Regions from separate parts of the Mus musculus genome. Here region 2 is linked to region 1. The links are chromatin contacts, called in public Hi-C maps. All regions are on one chromosome and are shown on one strand. The core of a region is the stretch at or near the end of the contact, and the rest is flanking DNA. Distances in the headings are between cores, read along the strand shown.

Region 1 (4,928 bases), core at 1,482-3,981:
CAGAATGGTTAATCTTGATTGAGCACTTGACAGGATGTAGAACCATCATGGAAACATAGCTCTGGGTATGTCTGCAAGAGATTTTTCTAGATTAGGTTAGTTGAGGTGAGAACAACTACCTTAAACATTCATCACCATTCCATAACACTCCAATATTAAACTAAATATTACCAAGGGGTTAGAGGATTGAGCAACAGTGTTCATCATGGCTTCCTTATGACTGTAGAGATGATGTGATCAGCTGCCTGCAGATCCTGATGCTATCTAGGACTTCCCCACCATCATGGTCTGTATCTTTGAACTGTGAAACAAATTAAACCCTTTCTTCCTTAAATTGCTTTAGTCAGGTATTTTATCACGACAAAGAATAACTAATCCAGGGGGCAAAAACTGAATAGAAGAGTTACTGCCGAGAACCAGAGCAGGCACGTGCAATGCTGGAACATTCTGCTTCTTTGTTTACTCATTTATAAAACAGTGTTGAGCACTGTCAAAGATGATGGGATGATACAATAAATGTCGAAACAGTTTCTCTCCTTGTAGGGCTCTCAGTTGAGTTGGAAAGGCATCAAGTAAACATCAAGCTGTTATGGGACTGAACACATGATGCAGAAGAATAGATACAGTACATCCAGGGAGAAGAAAAAACAAAATGAGTGAGCAGGAACTAGGAGGTGGCTTCATGGAAGATGTGACATCTAAGTGGAGCCTTGGCGTGTGAGCAATACTTAAACAAATGATTAGGAAAAGCTATTCTAGCCTGAAGGAATAGCATGAACAAAGACCGCACACAGCCCATCCAGGGAAACAAATTTTTATTTGTTTTTCTTTGGGGGGGGGGTGAAATTTGGAGAGCAAGAAAGGGGTCAGGGATGCTGGAAGTAGGTGGTACTAGAGGTGGAGGACCTTCCATATGGGATGAAGGTATGATCTAAGGTTTCCTCCATGGGGTGTTGCCTGGAAGGCAACAAGTAGTAAATGAATTTCCTAAGAGAGGGTCATCTCTCACTTGTGTTCTAGGAAGACACAAGTAGTGAAGAATAACCATGGTCGTAGGTGACTTGGGGAATATGGGGGACTGGATGAGATGTTCCAAGTTGGGAAGATGAGAAGCTTACTCAGGCAATGGAAGAAAAATGAAAAGATCCAGAGAAATAGGTGTCATGATAGAGAAATGACCGGGTATGGGATAGGAAAGGGGCTCTAATAGAAGAGCTGAGTGTTAGGAATATGATGATGTCCCCTGACAGAATTCAGACAATGGGAAAACAAATCATGAGTTTGCTTTTCCGAATACTACAATGAAGCCATCAAGGTGTACACAAGAGAGCATCATAGAGCAGAAAATAGAATGGCCTACAGGTACATATTTGTTGTTACTCTTAAAATTTGCTATCAGAGTGGTGTTAAGAAAGTGAACTTGGGACTAGACAAGAGCCAATTTGGATAAAAGAAGGACAACTTAAGGATCGCCAAGAAGTTATAATTTTTAGAAATGAATGTAGTATATTTAGCTCTCTATAGGCTAACATTAATACTATTTAAATAACTACCTGGTTGTAGTGGTTTGAATAAAATGGCCCCTCATAGACCCATAGAGAGTATGGCACATTAGGAGTTGTGGCTTTGTTGGAGTAGGTGTGCCCTTGTTGGAGGAAGTGGGTCATTGTTGGGACAGGCTTTAAAGTCTTATATGCTCAAGCTATGCCCAGTGTGGTTCACAGTCTCCTTTTCCTGCCTGCAGATCAAGATGTGGAATTCTCAGCTCCTTCTCCAGCACCATGTCTGCCTGCATGGCCATCATGTTTTTCACCATAATGATAATGGACTAAACCACTGAAACTCTAAACCAGCTCCCAATTAAATGTTTTCCTTTATAAGAGTTACTTGTGAACATGGTATCTCTTCATAGCAATAGAAACCTTAATTAAGAAAATGCTACTATAAACAATGTCTTCACACACACACACACACACACACACACACACACATCTATCTATCTATCTATCTATCTATCTATCTATCTATCTATCTATCTATCTATCTATCTACCTACCTACCTACCTACCTACCTATCTATGGCCTAAAATTTTTGATGCAGACTTTAATGTTTAAAGCTTCATATCACAGACCCACATCTTGGAATGACCTATTACCCTTTTTTTTTTTTAAACTTAAAAAGAAAATAACCAGTTGAATTATAATGGTCGCTTTAGTTTTACAAGACATTCTCTCTTTTTATTCTTAAAGTTCAGCCCTTGGCTAAAGCAGGCCCTTGAATAGTGCTAACATGCTGCTGTGAAAGAGCACACACATAGGCTGACTTCTTAGCAGAGTTCTGTAGCCTTCAGACCCACATTGGGCATGCAGTCTAATGGCTGTTTTTAGTTGGAAGATAACAAAAAAGAATCATGTGTGTTCTAGATGTAAGAAGAAGAGGCCTAGCACCTTTAGGGGCACTGAAGAAAGGTTCTCTGAAAAGAACCTGTTCCCTACCACCTGACTCCCTGAGGGAAGATCAGTTAAGCATGTCTGGAAAATAGCTTGCCTTTTACAGTGCTATTTAACCTGTGTCTGAATGTCTAAGGCCTCAAGGCTCACAAGCTCAATGGCCCCTTCAGTGTAGAAAGAGTCCAGGCCCGGAGCACTGGGGCACCCTTCAGCTCTACCCCAGGGGCAGTCTATCCTCAGGGTGTTTCCCAGCCTGTGCCTGCAGGCTTCTGTTGGCATGCTGGAGGACAGATCTGAGCTTCTGCCTGGCACATTCCCTTGTTGGGGACTCTGCCAGGGATGGCAGCCTTTAAACGCCTCATTAATATTCAAATCTATTCAAGTCATTTCAATTTGAATTCTATGCATATTATCAGATAGAACAAAATGCAAATATATACAAATTCATCCATATGAAGAAATAAATAGGAGAAGCTGTGCATAATGGGATTATAATCATTTTCAGAGTTTGTCCCTCTCCTTTAATTCCCCAAGCCCCAAGGCCTGGAGTTGTTCTTGATGCTCCCACCTGGGACAGTTTAGTGGCAAAATAATCCTTCTTGGACACAGGTCCTTTGAGGGCTGAACCCTTTATAAACCCATTTCAAGACATTACCATGAGATACCGATTGTTTCCCTCTCTGGCTCTTTGAGTGGAGTTGGAAGGTTGACTGTGGTATATTCAGACTCTGGGAGGTCTAGGATCTGGCTTAGGCAGAGCTGACCCCTCTGGCCATTGACAGGCCAAGGTCTCAGAGAAGGTGCTTCATGGTCTCAAACTTCCCCAGGAATCTTTTTGCACCTGTGGGTCACCTGAACAGGGAGAGCTAAAGTCTCACCCTCCTAAAACACTCTCTAATAAGAACCAGACTTCTTGACCACTTTAAAGGACATTGACTGAATTCAAAGAGCAAAATGGTCCTGTGATATGCCTGATATTCTACCCTGCTCCATCAAGTGTAAAGACAGACCAACAAATGGGTCCTCCAGTTCTCAGCCTTCCTGTCTGTCCAAGTTCCCCACCTTCTTTCACCAGATACTCATTCAAAAGCCAGACACTCAAGCACAAGCCTGGGGAGAAAAAGCTAAGTACAGGCGGCAAACCTCTTCCTAACTGCAGCAGACCAAACGCAGAAAACCACAGCAAGCATTTCTCCTTTCTCTCTCACTGTTGTTGCTACTGGATCTCTATTTCGTTTCAATTACTCCAAAGACAGGAGGAGGCCCCGGGTATATGGTGTTTTAAAGGGGGAGTTCTCTTGCTCTATGCTAATGAAGGCAAAGTCAATTGCTATTAAGAACCATTTAGTGCGATTTAACTACAGAATCTAATAGATGCTCCCCTAATCTCTCCCCTACGGAACTCAACGATAGCAGTGGCTCCATTGAATAATGCAGGCGTAATTTATGTCAATCCATAGTATAATAACCATTTCGTATTCAACAACCTTTATTTAATAATCCACAACTACTTTATTTATAGATATAAATGGCAGAGCAGGGGTGTCATTCTCTCTCTAACTTACAGAGAGGGAGACTGAGGCAGAGTTCCCACATGGGCAGGATGTTTATCCAGAGTGGGAAAGCCCATCCAAGTTTATTTCTTTAGTGTTGGTAGTAGACCAAAGAATGGACCCCAAAGATTCCCATGTCTAGCCCCCTGGATGGGTTATCTTATGTGACAAAATAGATTTTGGTGAACATCATTAGGTTAAAGTGCTAGAGGAGAAGATGGCCATGATTATATCAAACCTGTTGGGGCTGAAATAGATGTTAAAGTTCTCTGGAAGGGAAAAGCACAAGGATGGGAGGCAGAAGTGGTGGATAATGTGAAACATGAGCCGGACCTCCTGAAATGTCAGATAATCATTTGTCTCATTTTAAGCCAGTAACTTCTCAAAAACTTCTTAAGGCAGGGATCGAAAGGAATTGAAACTGTTCCTGCACAGCTTCCCTCGGCTCAGCTTCCTTTTCTCAGGCAGGGATTTCAGCAAATACTGTGAATAACTTTTTCTCACGTCCCCTGGAGATCACGAGATGGTATTGTTTCAGAAGCACAGGAGATAAGCTAATTCTTTATAGACAGTGGATGCCTTTAGATCATTAAGGAGTTGACTTTGTCAAACCACCCCATCTTTCCCCGAAGGCCTTGCTTCCCCTGAAAGCCACACAGAATCTAACCTCAAAGGAAACTAACTGTTCCAAGCAGGTTGATGCTGTACTTTAGCAATACCTTGACACATCTGGAAACATGGAACCGGAGGGTACCAAACACCTCACCTTGGCTGAAAGCCCTTCACAGCATGTCAAATCACCAGCCCCACAGTATTGAGACAGGCAGGAGGGGAACCCTGATTCTATTTACAGAGGAGGATGAAGCCCAAGATCCTATACTAGGTGAAGCCAGTGTCCTCCTGGCCATTGGTGTAGGGCCGGAG
Region 2 (4,928 bases), core at 1,668-4,167, 140 kb before region 1:
TGTCTAGAAGGTATTTTGCCAAATGTGTTCATTTGAATCTTTTGTTATAAAAAGCACCATGTTCAATCTAAGGCCAGCAGTTGAGAACCTGTGAGTCCCAACCCCCAAAAGATGATCAGAAAACAGATGACTTTTTTTTTTTTTTTTTTTTGGCTACATTTTGCTGCATGACAGTAGCAAAATTACAGCTATAAAGTAGCAACAAGAATAATTTTATGGTTGTGGGTCATCACAGTGTGAGGAACTGTATTAAAGGGTCCTAGTATTAGGAAGGTTGAAAACCACTGATCTACGTTGAGGCCTGGGGAACACTGGGCCAGCTACCATGGCTTCTTTGGCTTCAGGGCATTGCTCTGCATACTAGGCACAGAGGCCTCCAGCTTGGTACTTCCACTTTCTCAACCTCAAGCAGAAGGAAATCCTATTTAGGATGCAGGCTGGCTTGATGGCTGTGTCTAGAGAAGACCCAGAGGCACTTTGAATGGGTTCAGAAGAGACCCCAAATGAGCCCAGGTGTCAAAGGGGTTTTGAGCAGCTCAGACAGCAGAACCTGGAGTCAGTTGCAGTGTTGGGTCCCTGCCACAGACAGAAGGCTTTGTCACTGCTGTCACCAGGCTGATGTCCTGGACACGGGGTGGAGGGGTGGGGCAATCACTCTCCAGGTTCTACCTGTCATCCCACTAGCTGCAATGAATTAATTTGTGGGGTGAATAAAACTCAGAGGAATTTGAACAGGAGATGGAGGGGAAAACAGAAAAGAAAGAAAAGAGAACCCCAACCGATAACAAGACTGAAAAGAGAGAGAAGCAGTTCGGTTGCTGACTTGGCCCAGATGAAGCATGGGGCAAATGCTGGTGGTTGTATCTGGAAGAATCCAGGTACCTGCTGCCAGGCTGGCTCCAGGAGGACTAGAAGGAGGGGGATGGGGGACCCGAGGAAGAAGGAGTGAGGAACCAAGACCAGGGATCACTATCTGGAGCTACCTGTAGATTTTTTTTGGACTCTTTAGCATCCCTCAAAATAAGATTAACTTGATGCTGATTAAAGCTGAAAACCCCCACTAGCTTAGCATGCTGAGCATCTGACTCTAGGGCTCCTGAACAAATTGTTTTCCCTTTTCATGCCGATCCTTGTGAACTCTGGCTCAGCCTGGGTTGCCCATGGGGACATGGCTGGAAACGGAAGCCCAGGTTTCCTCTTGGCACCTAGCTGTCAGAGCCATCTCTAAGCAACCCAGCAGGAGGGAGACAAAAAGCCTTCTCATCCTACAAGCTGGTGTCTGGATTTGCAAATGAGCTGAAGAGTCCTAGGCCTGGGATGAATTCAGAACAGGTCCAGGGAGTAGTACCTGCCTCTCCTAGTGCTTTCCGTGACTGGCTGGTCTCATTCATTTCTGCCACAGCTCCGTAAGGTAACCAGGCATTAAGCTATCAGCTTTGTAGGTCAGGCACCAGAGATCAAAGGGTATCAACAACCGACCTATGTCACACATAGCTTTGAACATAGGTTCCAGGTATAACTACCAGACTTCTGAATCCCAGCAGAGTGTCCGCAAACAATAGGGTGCCAGCTAGAGCAACAGAGTAGGGTTTCTGGATTTAAGAAAGATGTCCCATGGAATTAGGCTTAGAGGGCTGGGGAGATGACACACTCAGTAAAGTGCTAGGCATGCAAGCAGGAAGACATGAGTTAAATCCATGTCTTTTGCTTGTTTGTTTATCTAAAGTTCAGTGTGATGTTGGAAAGTGCTTGTAACCCTGTAGCGGGAAAAGCAGAGCGAGGTAGATCCTTGGGGCTCATTAGTCAGCCAGACTTGGTGGGTCCCATACTCAATGAGAGACCCTGTCTGAAACGGAAGAAAGAGAAGCAGCCCCGCAGAACCACACCTGAGTCTGTCCTCTGTCCTCTAGACACATGCGTGGGCACTCTGGGGGCCATTTTGTCAGTAACGCTTTAAGATGTAAAACAAAATACAATTAATTATAAATGAAAGCAAGGATACTGAAATACAACTGTAAAAATATTTAGGGCTGAGGTGCAGTAGAACACCTGCTTCATTATTAATCTAACACGCAAGCAATATTCCCCACAGCTCTAACAACCTGTGTAACTTCGAGTGGTAAGGAGATAACCAAGACTATGAGATTTCTACAAAAACAGAGAGGCAATGTGAAAATACCTGTGATGTTAATAGGCGGCAAAGTCACAAGTCACTTGTTGTTACTATCGGAAAAGTTGTAGGTTTTATTATTAAGGGGGAACATTAGGATACTGCTGTGTGATTTTTTTTCTTCCCAAGATTATTGACTGTCTTGAATTCCCCCTGTCAATGCACAGAGTGAGGCTCCCTGCAGGGCGTGAAGAACCCTTTCTGACTTGCCTAGGGATACTGGGTTGATAGACTTAGTCATCATTTCCTTCTGTCTCCTGCATCCTGCAGCCCCACTGAGGACATTTTGTTTCATTAAGAAACTTCCTTTCTTTTCTCCCCACTTGAGTTTAGTATGTTCTAGCTGCTTCCCCTGGTGCAGATCCTGGAAGGTCTGGGGAGCACTGCTCCCGTCCTCGGGCCTGATGAACTACGGTACCTGGTACCTCGTAGTCATCTCTGAGGCACTTCCCTTGAAGAGACTTTCACCTGTGGGATTTGCCCACAGCTCTGAGTACATCATGCAACATTTTGTCACTGTGGCAAGTCGGTCTTTATTTCTGTGTGACTATTAAGGTTGGTTGCTCTCACTAGACGTGAATGCACACTCTCTGTCTTGTTTCAGTCACCTTTGCTTCCTTGCCACCTAACTGCCTGGCACCGTGTAGATGCTCAGTAGCTGCAGAATGAGTAAATAAGCCTGAGTGTACCATAGACCGGAGACACAGTCTACTTCCTCATTATGCTGACTTCCTTCAGCCTCCTTTCTCCCCATTATCCTCTAACCACCCATTAGCTAGAGTCTCTACTGCTGTTTACTAAATGGGTCCCTTTGTCTCTCTGGCCTTTGGATCATCATTCTTTCTCTCCTCTGAATCTCCTCCAATTTTTTTTCAAACGCTGTTTCTACTTTGAACTTCCAGGACTGAATGTTCTGGGAAATATCTGTTGGATGTGTCGGGAGACGGTGTGAAGCGCAAAGGCTGGCTCCCTTTCAAAGCCATGTGTCTGCTCTGCCGCAAGGTACAAGCCTACAGGGTTTCCACCCATCCCACCGTTCCTACCCTTCCTAGGAACAAGCTGAGAGACGGGAACCGAATACTGAGGCTGGCAATGGACGGGTGTCTATCACAGTGTCTACCATGCTCCCCTGCAAGCCACATGAGTCATGAGGACATTTCACTTATGATCCTTCTGCAAAGGACAATGTTTGGCTTCAGTACGAGAGCTGTTAAGCTGAAATTTGAGCTAATAGTGGGGTTCACCCCATCTCACTCTGTAGGTATTACTATGGTAAGCCCTGGCCTATAGGGGGTTCCTTGCTCTGTTTATGGGGTACTCCCTACCCTGGCTACCTTTAACCTAGTCTGTGTTTCCCTACTTTCCTGTTTCATATTTAGATCAATAATGCAGAAGAGCAAAGTACCATCCGGCCGTCCAAGTTTCCAGATATTAAAGATTCACTGAATCCTTTCCAAGACGAAGACATTTTATTGAATTCTTGCTTTGAGCAAGTTGGCTTGGTTTCGAGAATCACCTCTTGGAGGTGATGAAAATAGCAATGTACTTTAGAGGAGTTTCATTTGAAACGGCTTTGAAACTCATTCTAAAGGATAGCTAATACGTCAGCGTATGGCTGCAATGCTCACTACTGGAGTAGCTGTGTTGGAGCTGAAGACCCTTTTTTGATGTGTATTCTTGCTTTTCCTTCCACCTGAAGAAATTGAAGCTGTTGCAGGTGTAGGAAGGCGTCCTGCAAGGGATAGTGCCTTGATTCTCTTCTATTTGCACGAACTGCCTCAAAGGCTGAACTGGTCCTGTTTTGGTCATATTCTCTTCAGTGCCTACAATTCCAATGGTTTGTACAGTGAACAGAGCAATGGGTCTGAGGAATTACACCAAGTAGGGTTCAATCTTAGCTGCTTTGTGACCCCCAGGGAGTAATATTCCTTATGTTTTCTGTCCTAGTTTCTCCTCAGTAAATGCAGATACTGTTACTCCTCTCAAAGGATTACCATGGGCATTAAATGAAGTAAGCAATGTGAAACATTTAGTACAGCACTAAATACAGCAGTAAACACTCATTTAGTTGAAGCAGTTTTAAGCATCCAATGCTTCATCACAGATTCCGGCTTGCTACACATTATACTGCCTGTAGTAACATGCGGAGTCCTAGCTATCTCTGCATCTACCCCATAGGATGGGTACTGTTTCTCCACTTAAGTCTAGGATGTGCTGGCCAGTTGATGAGATGGAGGGGTAGAGGTGGTGACTGGGAAAGCCATCAAATAAGGTTAGTCTCCTGGCCTCAGCTGGGGTGGCTTTCTCTATGTAGAGTTCTCTCCCCTGCACAGGGATCTTGGAGGTCATTGCACAAAGGGGCTGCACACAAGGGTGCTGCCCACAAGGGGGCTGCAATTCCTAGGAGGTGGCAGTTTAACATAATGCCATTTAGGTAGCAAACAAAGCTGTCTAACATGGTTTATAAAGAACAGGGGGAGTACTGGGGAGATAAGTGGGAACCAAAAGTGTCATCTTCAGGGAAGCATCAGTCCTTAGGTGGCACCTGCCCTTGATGACCTGGTCTGCTAATCTTCTGCACCCTAGCAGACAGGTTGTGTAGGCCCTCTCAAGAATACTCCAGCAGAGGCAGCCTCTGACATGAAGGATTTTGAAAGGGTCTCTGTTTAGATGTCTATGCTCTAAGAATTCCATTTTATTTCTTTATATTTAGTTTTTAAGATCAGAAGGAGTGATGTGGTGCCTCTGAGAGTAGTGG

Evidence for each region. Hi-C and Micro-C count contacts between places; a contact is called where the count stands out from the background.
Region 2: a contact with region 1 is called in a Hi-C map of neural stem cells, with 7 times the contacts expected there. The contact joins two enhancer-like sites. A contact is called at or near these places in 1 of 39 promoter capture datasets (hippocampal neurons), 56 of 484 Hi-C or Micro-C datasets (the C2C12 cell line, the HL-1 cell line, astrocytes and 28 more) and 3 of 115 datasets of contacts at active chromatin or transcription factors (acute myeloid leukemia, embryonic limb bud and forebrain).

The regions. Positions count from the first base shown.
Region 1 is chr9:34,505,169-34,510,096 of GRCm38.p6, reverse strand. All of the region lies in intron 1 of Kirrel3 (kirre like nephrin family adhesion molecule 3), which reads right to left. Among named protein-coding and RNA genes, the nearest start is that of Kirrel3, 19 kb to the right of the region's middle. Within about 2 kb of position 2,731, at least 12 of the 459 cell types and tissues checked have an H3K27ac peak or open chromatin away from gene starts, as enhancers often do. A contact at or near this core is called in neural stem cells, where this site is marked.
Region 2 is chr9:34,648,755-34,653,682 of GRCm38.p6, reverse strand. All of the region lies in intron 1 of Kirrel3 (kirre like nephrin family adhesion molecule 3), which reads right to left. Among named protein-coding and RNA genes, the nearest start is that of Kirrel3, 160 kb to the right of the region's middle. Within about 2 kb of position 2,917, at least 4 of the 459 cell types and tissues checked have an H3K27ac peak or open chromatin away from gene starts, as enhancers often do. A contact at or near this core is called in neural stem cells, where this site is marked.